3 separate regions of the Mus musculus genome follow, and regions 1 and 3 are each linked to region 2. Evidence: chromatin contacts called from public Hi-C and HiCAR-type data. All regions are on one chromosome and are shown on one strand. Each heading gives the region's core, a stretch centred on a gene start, on an enhancer-like site or on the middle of the called end of the contact. The rest is flanking DNA. Distances are from core to core; before and after follow the strand shown. Region 1 has its middle 80 kb from the start of Gm33311. Region 2 holds the start of Negr1 (neuronal growth regulator 1). Region 3 overlaps Negr1 (neuronal growth regulator 1).

Region 1 (3,980 bases), core at 1,310-3,809, 260 kb after region 2:
ATTCAGGTCTTCTACCTTCATTGCAGGCAACTTCACTTGCCAAACCCTCTTGCTGGCTCTCTCAGTGACCATCACATCTAAATGTGCATTCCTTGTGAAAATCTCTCCAGCTTTGCATTTTCTGCTGCTAAAGACTAGCAACCACCCAAAGCAATCTCTGTGTTGATAGAAAGCCTGGCTACATTCTACTTTCTGCTTATTGCTACTCTAATAGTTGCGCATCACAGGGGACCACCTTTTCCTTGAAATAAGAACTGTTTCTATCTTGTAAACGCCTTTATATTTTACTCTCCACTGCTGTTTCCTCTCATTTCCAATTTGCCTTATTGCATCATGTCAGCACGCAGTAGAATATGAATTTAATTAGGAGGTTACATTCTGAATAACCGATAAAGGCAAAGACAGGAACACAGAGTGGAGTAGAGAAAAAGAATAAAAGAAAGAAAAGTTATTTTTAAACAATAGTTAAAAGATATATTTTTATATTAGATTTTACTTGCATGCACACATGTGTTTGTGCATGTGTGTGTGTGTGTGTGTGTGTGTGTGTGTGTGTGCACATGCACATGTGCACCTGTTAGTGCAATACCCAAAGAGTCCTGGAGAGAGTGTTAGGTCCCTCAGAGTTGAGGTTACAGGCAATTATGAGCCACCTGATGTGGGTGCTGGGAACCAAGCTTGGGTTCTCTGAAAGAACATGCAATGCTCTTAATTGCTAAGCCATCTATCCAGCCTCAAGGGAGCATTTCTCTTATTTCTCTTGAAAACTTGTGGACATGAAGAGGTCATGATGAATCCACAAAGCAGATTCCTCAGTGACTTAGAAATCAAAATGAAGTCTCTTAACCCTCGGGGCACAGCCAGGAGAACAGCCTTGTCATGTGCACACGTTGCTCTGCATACAATCCAAGCCAGGAAGATTTCCCCTCTCCACTTGGATCTGTTCCTAGATGCCTTCCACATCAAGGGCATGAGCACGCTGCTCTTACTGTCCTAATTTGATGAATCCATTTACTATGTTCACAGTCTTCTCTGAAGATAGCATTCAGAAAACTTTAGTGTTGACAGAAATCTATTATGGTCTAAATCCGTTTCTACATCGTAAGTCAGAGCTTTGTTTTAGAGTGTTTAAGGCCTCACTCTGCCTGGTATATGATTCAGCATCTAATTGAAAAGACCTCTGTTGGACTGCCATTGTTTCTTCCATAGGTTTTATCTCCTGCCAAATTCCAAGTTTTTGATGACAGAGTAATTTACATTTGCAGTACCACATCTTCACTTGATTGCATGTAAGTCAGGATTGGCAAAATATTAAATACTCAATAAGTAATTTATATATTTTCTCATAAAGGAGTTTATAAATGCCTTGTATGCAGCAAAAATAACAGAGAACAGGGAAAATTAGAAAAATTCATGCTGAGGTCAAAGCTCTGAGATGAGAGAGGAGGGTGTTCAACCTGGAACAGGATGAAAAGGGAAGGCTGGGGAATGGGGTGTTGTTGGCTGCTTCTGGGCCAGGCCTCTGTAGCCAGCTCTGTGGGAAAGCCCAAATCAGCAGCCCCATGAACCTAAATTAAACACTGCTAATTTGCAATTCTCTTCTTTTTATCTAATTTTACTTGGGTATTAAGAAAATCAGATATGCTCAAACCTTTAGCCAAATCACAGAGTAGCTGTGTTATAACAAAACGGTGGTTGTCTTCTGTACTAACTGCAACCCATTAATGGGAATTAGAGTGAGCTAAGACCTCAGGGAAATCATTAAACTCCAAATTTCTGACAGTTATAGCAAAGATTTGGCTTCAAATACATTTTGGAGAAGGAGGAAAAGAGGCCACTTTCAACACCAAATTAACTTTATTAATCACCCCCAAGAGGAAGAAGGGAAATGAATCTGATAAAAGATATTAAAAATGATTGATTTGTCATTTTGTGGAATTTATTATTATTTTTTGTCATGTGAGATTGCCACAAAACAAACAAGCAAGCAGGCAAACAAACAAACAAACAAATCCAGGCAGTTTACAGGGGCTTGCAATTGGGAAATATGTACTTTTCTCCCCTAAAGATTGTTGACAGTTTACTACTATTGCTTTGATACTTCACAGGTAGGAGTCAAAATCATCTGTAATATAAATTCTAAAACCCAAGGTCAATCATAAGTTTGCACATGTTGAACAGCACAGTGGTATTGTATGTTTTACACTGTTTTATTATTATTTTTTCCTAGCACTATTCACAGAGAGCTGAAGTGTGTGCTTGCCTATTCAGCATCTCCTTTAATTTGTAAGCAGCTCCATAAATCTTTCTTGGCTTCTAGGGGCATAAAGACTTCTATGATGAAGTGGCCAGCATGGTGGCTTAATAAGCTGAAAGCTGTGAGCCCCCTTAGCCCCCTCCCTCGCCCAGCATTCTAGGGACCGCTGTCTTACTCCTGGCAAAGGAGCTATGATTTTTGAATTCCAGCCAGAGTAATTAGCACAGTTTAGGATCTCAGTACACAAAGCAGGATGGTCAGCATTGGCAAAGATGTCTACTGAGTGTTTTCTGAGTGGTAAAAGGAATGGGGACCAGCCAGCTGCAGCAGGACTTTGTGGCTCTGTTGAAAGTGACACACCAGGAGTAACCCTGCTTCCAGGAGGGATGATTATGTCAACACTCCATAGCATGAGATAATATCTTTATTACCCTTTCTCAAATGCCTTAGGAAGAAGTAAAGAAGAACTGAGTGAGGCTGTCCCTTGCATTCCCTAGAAATCATCTATCATAGATAGCTGCATTCCCTAGAAATAGCAATACACATACAAGTAGCAGGAAATTCCAGGCAGCTATCCAGATTGACACACTCTACAAATGCATTTATGAAACTGTCCTAAGGTAGGCTTGCCAACACAGCCAGTTTGGCTGCATTTTTACATTCTCACTGCCAACTTACCACAAAGGTTTGATTGTCTGTGTTTTTGGAACCTTGGGGACTCTGATGGAAACCTTTGAAATTCCTCAGGTGCCTCGACTCATGTTTCATATCCAAACACAGTGTTTTGAATTAGTGGAGAATTTCTGGAGCAATTGAAGCAAACATCTCACTGGTTGTACACTAGCAAACTTTTCTCTGAGATAGATAAAGCCATACAGCAATTTTTTACATGATCTAAAAATGGATTTCTTTTTGTAGAGCCGTTTTAAATTTACAGAAAAATGAAGTAAAAAGAACGGTTCTCTTCCCATTTGTCCTCTGGTTCCCAGTAAACAGGACCTTTTCCTATTTTATCAGTCACTATCACTGGTAGTATTTGTTGATGTTGGTGCCCTGATATGGGCCCACCATCACCATCCAAAGGCAGAGCTGACTTTTGGATTTATGTTTTGTGTTGTGCATCTCATTGGTGTGCATTACATTAAGAAGGGTGTGGCTAAGAAGATGCACACAACCTTAGTATAGTTGTGCTCTGTATATTTATTGATTTTCCTCAGACACAGGTTACACTTAGCCTTTTGCTCTTTCCATTGCATTGTGCACATTTTTTTTATTTGGTTTTTTTTTTTGGTTTTTTGTTTTTTTGGTTTTGTTTGTTTTGTTTTGTTTTTTAGGGTTTTCTCCATGGACGATTCTTCTTTGTTATTTCTTGGCATCTTTCTTATTCTTATGCCAGATGGTTTATACATTGGCCTGCTGAAGAATGCTTTGGTTTTCTCTAAAGTTTGACAAGGGTCATTTGAGCTACATTCCAAGATTTTATAGAACTCCTTGACTGTCTTTAAGATTTCAACCCCAATCATAAAGGACAAGAAGTAAAACTTATAGATTGCTAAATGAGAGTTAGGTAAGAGAATTGTGCACTGTCTTACTAAGGGAATATCCCGTTTTGCAATCACACCACCAGCAAATAGAGGCCCAAGCTGCTCCAAATTCCCCTAAGCAGTTGGTATGCTGGATTTTGTCTGTGAATCATAGCTTTGGGTGCACTCCTTTGTGCAGT
Region 2 (3,919 bases), core at 1,086-3,585:
TGCCAAGATTTATCACCACAATGTGAGTGAGAGATCAAATCCTTCAGGCTGAAAACGGTAATGCTTGCCATATTTTAGCCATTTGCTACTGCAAACACACGCACATTTCAGTTTCTGTAACTGAGCTTGCCTCCAAAGCTGATGATCAAACTTACAAAGAAACTAAGAACATGAGTAAAAAGGTATTCAATTCTCAGCTGCTCCATGATAAAGCACGCCTCACCCTTGTCCAAAATGAAAAGTTATTCTTCTATACTGTAGCAGAAATGCATTACTTTTGTGTTCTCCGACACTTAACAAGAATAATATATTCTTAAAATAAGGTATTAGCATATATTAAAATTGTCCTGTGTAATTGGCCTCAAAAACAATTAAAAAGCTTTAAGTCATGCCTGAAACCTACATCCTTAAATTTAAAACGTTGCCTGTTTCAACCATAAATAAGCATTCTTCCCCACCTTAGACATGCATGTATTATACTGGCTCCCTGTAATCTGTACTCAAAAGCAAACTACCACCCAGTGGAGAGAGTGAAGATCTTCCAGGGATATTGGCAAAGCAAGCCAGGTTTTTTTTTTTGGGGGGGGGAGGCAGGGGGACAGTGTAGGTGGGTCTATGGGAAGTGAAGAGCAAGGCAGGGCAGGGAGCCCTGTTTAGCGCTAAGCTTGACTGGTCATCAATTTATATCCAATGGGAAAGGAAATCTTCCCCTGGGCATACTTGGTAGTGTGGCTTCTGAGGAAAACAGGCTAGGGAGACCTTTCACCGACAAACACTCTGTTCATGCTCAGCTCAGTGAAAATAGGGGAAGACAAGAGGCAAAACTACAGACAGAAGAGAAAGGGAAGTGTGTGTTGGGGGTTGGGGGGTGCACGTGTGGAGTGAGTGTGGAGTGTGCATCCTTTAAACACTGGGGGGGGGGGTTCTGAGTGTGAATCATTTCTCACAGGAGGGAAGTGCCAGTGTATGAGAGGATGGGAGAGCTGAGAGGGAGTGTGCTCATAAAATCGAGATTTATGGGATCTGAATATGGTACTGGACCTTGAGTGTGGGTGTGACAGAAAAGTGCATGGGAGGCAAAGCTGGAGACAGATGATGGTCTGGGAGGGGAAGACAAGGGCTATGGTGAGGACCGGAAATTAGTGGAAAGGGAAATCTGGAAAAACAGGGAGAATAAGGAATGACAGGAACTAAGGTGTGAGGGAAACACTGGGAACACTATAGCATAGGAGTAAACCAGAGACTGGAGGCAATAGGGGTGACTGAAGAGGGAGTTGGAGAAATGGGATAGGGGACAGAGGAAGAGGGAAACACAGAAGGAAAGCAGCTACAGGAGGGGGAAAAAAGCTGAATGGAATATTTGGATCTTACTGTTCAAGTGAGAGGGAAAATAAATGGAGCACAGAGCCAGCAGTTGAGAAAAGTCGCTTACGGAGTGAAGCAGAAACAAGCCCTGTAAACTTGTCAGACTCCTGGAGTACCGCTGGCAGCAGAGCGGAGACCTGGCTCCAAAGTGGCACCTGCCCCTCCTTCAAGCCCCACACTTCCTAAGCCCGGGCTGCTTGGAAAGCGCTTTTCCCTCTCTCCCTAATCCAGCCAGACCCCTGCCCCGGGGTCCGAGAAGCCCAGGAAGGGTCATGCGTGGCTAGCCTGAGGTGTGGTGTTTTTGCTCGTGAGCAACAGCAGGATTCACTCTGGGTGTAAAGCAAGGTGCAGAGAGGGAAAGGGACGGAAAGACAGACTGAGGCAAGTGTAGAGAGGGCGCGCGGTCCCTACCTGAGCACCGCTGTGTCACCTTTCCTCACCAGCATGTTGTCCACGGCCGCCCAAGGGAAGTCCACGCTCTGCCCGGCCGGGAGGCAAGAGCACAGGCTCAGAAGCACCGCCGCCAGCCACTGGTTCGAGCAACAAGCGCCCTGCGCCAGGAGCACCATGTCCGTGCCTGCCAGGCTGCTCGCTCTCCGGCAGCGTCGGCTCCCACCCCCTGCTGCTGGCGAGGCTGCCCGATAACCAGGCGGCGCGCCACACGAGATTTTTTTTCCTCTTTTCCTTTTTCTGAGTGGGTGGGTGGGTTTCTTCTCTTTCTCGCCCCCTCCCTAGTTGTCGGGCGTAGTTTCCCTCTTTCCCCGGCCTCGCCTCCTTTCTGCTCCTCTGCAGCTTGCCTTCCCTCCCTCCCCTCCCGCCCCCTGGCACCGCGCTCCACCTCCTTCGGGGCGCCCGGCCGCGTCCGGAGCGTGGCTAATCCCTGGCGGCCGCACACCGTCCTGCGAGGCTGCGAGCAGAGCGCGGGAGGCGGCGCAGGCAGCGCGGGGCGCAGCAGCGGCCGGCGGCCCCCGGGCTCGCGCGCGTTGCCAAGCGGCCGTTTCCGTAGCAACCCCGCCCAGGGATGGAGGACCAGGCAGGGAGGGGGGCCGGAGAAGCGAAAGAGATAGATCAAAAAGAGGAAAGAAGAGGGACTGGGAAGCTAGGGCGACTGAGGATACGCCGAGGTCTAGTCCGGCTTGGCAGCGCGAACTAGAGAGCTTTGCGAGCCGCGGGGCTGGGAAGTCAGGGCATAAGGGCCAGGCCTGCCCTCTGGTGCTTTCGGCTCCTCGGGCCCCCGACTTTAAAGTGCTCAAGTTGGGGTCGGCGCCATCATGACGCCTGAGACTGAGTGAGTTGGCTTTTTTTGTTGTTGTCTTGTATTTTTTTTTTAATCCTGACTAGCTAATAGCGCTGTTAATAAACTGCCAGTTAGCTCTCTCTTCTCTCTCTTCCTCTCCTCTCCTCTCCTCTCCTCTCCTCTCCCCTCCCCTCCCCTCCCCTCCCCTCCCCTCCCCTCCCCTCCCCTCTCCTCTCCTCTCCTCTCCTCTCCTCTCCTCTCCTCTCCTCTCCTCTCCTCTCTTCTCTCCCCTTCCTGTTTCCTTCCCTCCGTTCCTTATTTTTCCTTTAGTGGGGGTATTTCTTTTCACCCTCTCTTGGAGATAAGCAGGGATTGTGGCGGCGCTGCTGCTTTACGGGGACAGTATAGTGATTCGGGCATGCCGACCGAAAGCTAGTGCGTGTGTGAGTCCGCCTGTGCGTACTGGAGAACGCCTGCCCTTCTCTGTGCGTCTTGATACTAACTTGCGCATGAGTGTGTGTGCGCGTGTGGTGTCAGCACAGAGTGTCCACTTGTGAGAGGGAGATGGAGTGTGCAGGGCGCGTGCTGGGCCCGGGAGCGCGCGACACGCAGGCGCAACGGGAGGGATGGGCGGGCCTTACTGGGATGCAGAGTTGGAGGAGGCTGCAATCAGTGTTTTAATTGTGTGGAGCTAGGCGGTCCTGTTATGTAAGAGGCAGTTTAACCCATTTGAGCCTACTGGGCGGAAGGCTTGCGCATTCGGTTGAAGCCAAGGCATTCCTCGGCTTTAAAGAGTCCCAGTTGTATTTTTTTTTTTCACCGCCTCCCAGTTGGGGTGGACCTGCATCCTTTGAGCAGTAACCTCAACCCCTCAAGGGGCAAGCAGTGTCCCGCGGATCTGCTAGCCTACGCCCAGGTCAGGGCAAAACAGGGTACAAGGCACGGGGGTCACCCCATAGTCCACTCTTCCCCCCCCCCCACCCCCTTTCTGGCACTCATTTTCAACCCTAAGATCCTAGAGGTCTTCCAGGCGATTTGCAAATCAATGAGAGAATCTGAATCCAGAACAGCGATTCCAGTGCCCATGAGGAGTTTGGGAAGCTGGTGGTTAGAAATAACTTACCCTCACCACTTGGTTTCCCCCACCTTCCGCCTGTAGCGGTATTTACAAAACACATTCGTCTTTCACTGGTGCTCATTTGAACTCCTTTATTTATTTATTTATTTATTTATTTATTTATTTATTTTATTCTTTTATTTTTTTCTGAACGCCAGCAGGGCCCCGCGGCAGAGCGCACTGAAGCAAGGATCTCTGCA
Region 3 (4,317 bases), core at 1,594-4,093, 480 kb before region 2:
CTGTGTATCCTTCTAATCTGAATATCTCTGTAACCCACAGCTGACTGCTGGTGCATCACTGGAAGCTTCTAGCAAAGTCACAAGCATCCAATTACCTCCCACTACAATGGCAAAAAATGCCCCCAAACTTCAGATTTTCTGAAGGGACAGCCATGCTCATTTGTCTTGTCTCTATCTCTTTTCCAGTAACATTTTCCGATTCTCTCTGCGATCAGCCACACTATTGAATAGTCATTTTCCAAAATCTCTCTTAGAATCTTCATGTTTAATCAACATACATCCTATCATCTCCTTTACTCACTCAGTGATTCTTGGTCAGCTCCTGAATTTTCTCCACCAGGTACCTGATGCTTCCTGTTCCTGGCTTTCAGTTAAATTTTCATGAAAATTCCACATGGATGCCATACAGGTAGGTATCTCCGCTCAGCATGAGTTTACCCGTTCTTGACATTCAGATTAATTCATTATAATGATTTATTTATTTAATCTCTGTGTGGTGTGTGTAGTATGCTCATGCTGTATGTACTTGCATATGGTATATACTACATATGAGTGTGTGGCTACACCACCAGAAATACATGCTTGTGTACACATATGCAGAGACCAAAGTTAGATTTTTTTTTAAAAATCATTTTTTATGATTCTCCCTCCTAATATCTTGAGACAACATTGCTCAACTGACCTGAAAACTCATTGCTTTAGGAAGGTTCATTTGACAGTGGCTTGCCAATCTCTATCTGCCAGTATAAGGGCTACAGTAATACAAAGCCAGGCGTAACTTCTGATGTGGGTGCTTAGTAATGCAGGTCCTTACACTTACAAAGAAACCATTCTTAACTACTCAGCTATTTAGTCCAGAGCTAATGCTGTGTTGTTTTGTCCATGTTTCAAAACACATTTCAGCTTTCATCTCCATTAAAAAGGCTCCTCAATTTCTAGTTAAATATTATCATTATCCAAAAGTTTGCTTATTTATGGTTATAATACAGTAATTTTAACCTATCAGTAACTATGTACTGTTGATTACTATGTAATTTCCAAAATACTTAAGAAGTTGAGTGAACATAAATCTGACGTCCAGTGAATAAGAGGGTGTTGAACTGGATGAACGAATGAAGGAGACATCCTCCCCTACAATGATGGAGAAGATGTACCACTTACACGATTTGTGCAAAAATGCTCTGGAGCATGATAACTGCAGATATTAAAGTAAAAACCTAAGTAAGATTTCAGTAAGTAAGTCTGCCAAGTGAATATTTTACATGGCATAGCTACATAAAACTAAACATAAACTAAATAAAACATCTAATTAACAACACACATACATGAGCGGATACATGTAACACTTAAAAGTGTATTTGAGGTTGCTCAGATCCAGCTTCTAAACTGTTTTTATGATCATGGTGCCAGGGGGCAGTTACTGAAGAGAGCACACTGTACAGTAATGCTGTGAGCTCACAGGCATCTAAGAAAAACTAGTTCAGGATTATTGCTATGAATCAAAGGGCTTTAGAAAGACAGAGAAACTCATCTACTTTAAACCCATGCTGTAGGGTTTAACGTTCTTACATTCTGTCCAAATGACTGATTCAGGAGGGAGGATAGCCACAAAATGTCTGGCAATGCTTAGCAACCTACCTCCATTGTTATTGTTTCAATATTTTCTTCATTCTCAGTATGAAAAGAATATTGGTCAAAGCCAGTGCTGCTTATTAGATAAAAATATCATACAATACTTGGAAACATTACTTGTAACTTTAGATTTTTATTTAAGCATTTCTTGTCTATTGCATATTAATTCAGCCATCTATTATAGTACTTTTCTACTGCTTTTGTATGTTTGGAAAATATTTTGATCCACAACAGGATCTGGATTTTGATATTTAAGGGTCTACATCTTCATCAAAGTTGCTTTGTCTCATTGGTTTGCATAAAAAGATACATCATCAACAACCTTCCATGAGAATGCACTGTTCCTTCAGTCACTTCAGATATATCCTACCCAAACCTCAACAGTGGCAGTGGGAAGGTCAGGATGTCTTGTGTGTCAGTGATGAATGCAAACAACATCATTCGCACAATACAGTCTCCTGAAGACCTAGATTCCCTGTGTGAGCTGATGGCAGCAGGCTCCCGCAATCTCTGCTATACAGTCTGAATAGGGTGAGAGGTCATGCTGGACCCAAGGTTCCCCAAGACACAAGCTATCACAGGAGCTCCAATTTCACCCACACAGTTTTCATTAGAGAAATATTTTCTGAAGATTTGAACACATTTTTACAGGAGGAGAAAAAAAATCAATTGTTATCTGCCTCTTTCACAATTAAGCAAAGTTCTGCAATTCTACCCCAACCATACTAAAAATGCCAAATGATATTCAGCATCAGGAGGGTGCATTTTGAGCAGCCTTTAAAGTGGGGTCAGAGGAAACGACACAGTGATGTTAGATGCTTCCCAAAATTGTCCTTAATTATGGGGATGGGAAAAAAAGACAAACAGAAGCCATACATGTATGGGTTAAAAAGTTTATGTGTAAAAACTAGCTGTTTGGCTGTAATAATTCTTAAGAGAAGGTAGGGGTGAAACATGAATGTTAAAATAATTCCTTTTGATTTTTCAATTCATGAGAAAAGAAATGAAACAGGCTGGGCCATATTAAATCCCCAAATGACTGCTAAATCCTGCGCTTTTATTTAACCAGCTTTTCAATAGTTTTAGAATTTGAAATTCAGGCCTTGCTTTCCCTGTGCATTTCACACACACCCCCTCCCTAGGATGTAGCTTTTCCTTCTTGCAGGCAAGTGCTAACGTGGCTGCTGTTCCTCCCACAGTGTGGACGTGGAGACACTGGATGTTACTGTAACAGAACTAGAGAGCCATGCACTGCGGCAGACAGAAGAGCTCCCGCACAGGCTGAGGATCATTTGTCTTTAGTTGGATTTTTTTATGTTTTTAATTGGGAGGCATAATTGATCTTTAAACCAGGCAAAAGAGAAGGTAAAATGTATTTTTATATAATCCAGCCTTTGTTCCCACAGACAAAGAAAAGACAAGAGAAGTAATTTGCTAGAGACCCACATTCCTGTAAGATTTGTTAGATTTGGATCTAACCACTGGCTCAGCCGGCGGCTACCCTGTCCTTTGCTGCCCTGTTTTAGGCTCTGCTGGCTCAGATGCTCAGGCCACTGGGTGTCATGGATTGTAAGCCATTTTGCCAGCTGTGCTCCTTTCAAAAGCCAAACTTGCTGAGCAGAGGGATGACTATCAGGCCCATAGCCACCGAGGTCATGGGGGCTGTGCAGAGTGACAACTCCTTAGCTACTGTCCTTACCCATTCTCTCCTGAAATGAACCTCTGAAAGCTTATTCAGGTCACTCGTGCCCTTTATGAAATTTGGGCTTTCTTTACTTAAAATAGTAATGATAGTATAATGCAAGCTCTCTGCTTTCTTATTTAATTCCATTCTGATCTATGTTTATAACTGGGAATTAAAGCCAACAGCATTCAACTTAACAGAACACGTACCTTTCAAAACTATTCTTTGTTCTGTCCACATACCTGGCTATTCCCTTCCTATCTACCTCCTCCTCACGACTGCATCTTCCCCATGCTTTATAGTTGTATCTCAAATAAAAGTAGGCTTTCCTTCCATGGCCTTCACGAAATCAGGAAATTGATTCATTCATCCAATAAGAATTTTATTGAGCGCCTATTGAGATATAGGCGGCAGGCGAACAATAGTGAACTAAGCTGATAAAAATCACCACCTTTATGAAGTTAATAGATTTTTGTCTTCCTGTACTCATGTCCTTGCAGGTTTGATCTTTATAAAAGCATGGTTCTGCTAATACTATTCAATGCTTAGAAGCCTTTAATGGCTTTCAGTCTTCACTGTATAAAAAACAAAACAAAACAAAACAAAAAATAAACTCTAAAATCTTCACCAAGCATTAAAATTTTCATGTTGTTCTCCAAATAATTGTACATCACTACTCCACGTGGTTAGGCTCCCATCTGCCCTTCCCTGTTACCAAGTTAACAAACTTCACATTGCCAGCCGTACGGATATGTGCCTTATCTGCAGGAAGTCTTCTCACCTGTGAATTTCATTCTGTTATACTTAGAGCATTCATTTCTACAACCTGGGCATTTATGCCTTTATCTTGCGACTGAAACAATCAGGTGTGGTTTTCTTTTCTCCACATTTCTTCTCTCCAAATGGGCCTCAAATGAAGAATAGAGATAATTTTTAGCAAATTGATTCTTTATTACAATGTAATATCTGAAGTATTCTTCGGGCTCATTGTTCATTTGTGC

What was found. Hi-C and Micro-C count contacts between places; a contact is called where the count stands out from the background. HiCAR-type assays count read pairs that join an accessible place to other places.
Region 1: a contact with region 2 is called in a HiCAR-type map of astrocytes, with 2.2 times the contacts expected there. The contact joins the enhancer-like site here to the promoter of Negr1 in region 2. A contact is called at or near these places in 3 of 115 datasets of contacts at active chromatin or transcription factors (astrocytes and neural progenitor cells) and 1 of 9 other capture datasets (liver).
Region 3: a Hi-C map of cerebral cortex shows a contact between it and region 2, with 5 times the contacts expected there. The contact joins the enhancer-like site here to the promoter of Negr1 in region 2. A contact is called at or near these places in 3 of 39 promoter capture datasets (hippocampal neurons, maxillary cranial neural crest and pre-B cells), 3 of 484 Hi-C or Micro-C datasets (cerebellum, cerebral cortex and nephron progenitors) and 1 of 115 datasets of contacts at active chromatin or transcription factors (embryonic forebrain).

What each region holds. Positions count from the first base shown.
Region 1 is chr3:156,299,055-156,303,034 of GRCm38.p6, reverse strand. No RefSeq gene overlaps it. Among named protein-coding and RNA genes, the nearest start is that of Gm33311, 80 kb to the left of the region's middle. Within about 2 kb of position 2,559, at least 18 of the 459 cell types and tissues checked have an H3K27ac peak or open chromatin away from gene starts, as enhancers often do. A contact at or near this core is called in astrocytes and neural progenitor cells, where this site is marked.
Region 2 is chr3:156,560,210-156,564,128 of GRCm38.p6, reverse strand. Negr1 (neuronal growth regulator 1) reads right to left here and starts at 2,335. Exons shown (of 7, transcript NM_001039094.3): 1 at 1,777-2,335. The coding sequence starts at 1,934. It overlaps 4930570G19Rik (RIKEN cDNA 4930570G19 gene), which reads left to right and starts at 2,442. Exons shown (of 4, transcript NR_040399.1): 1 at 2,442-2,653.
Region 3 is chr3:157,039,312-157,043,628 of GRCm38.p6, reverse strand. All of the region lies in intron 3 of Negr1 (neuronal growth regulator 1), which reads right to left. Among named protein-coding and RNA genes, the nearest start is that of Gm24373, 170 kb to the left of the region's middle. Within about 2 kb of position 2,843, at least 17 of the 459 cell types and tissues checked have an H3K27ac peak or open chromatin away from gene starts, as enhancers often do. A contact at or near this core is called in cerebral cortex, where this site is marked.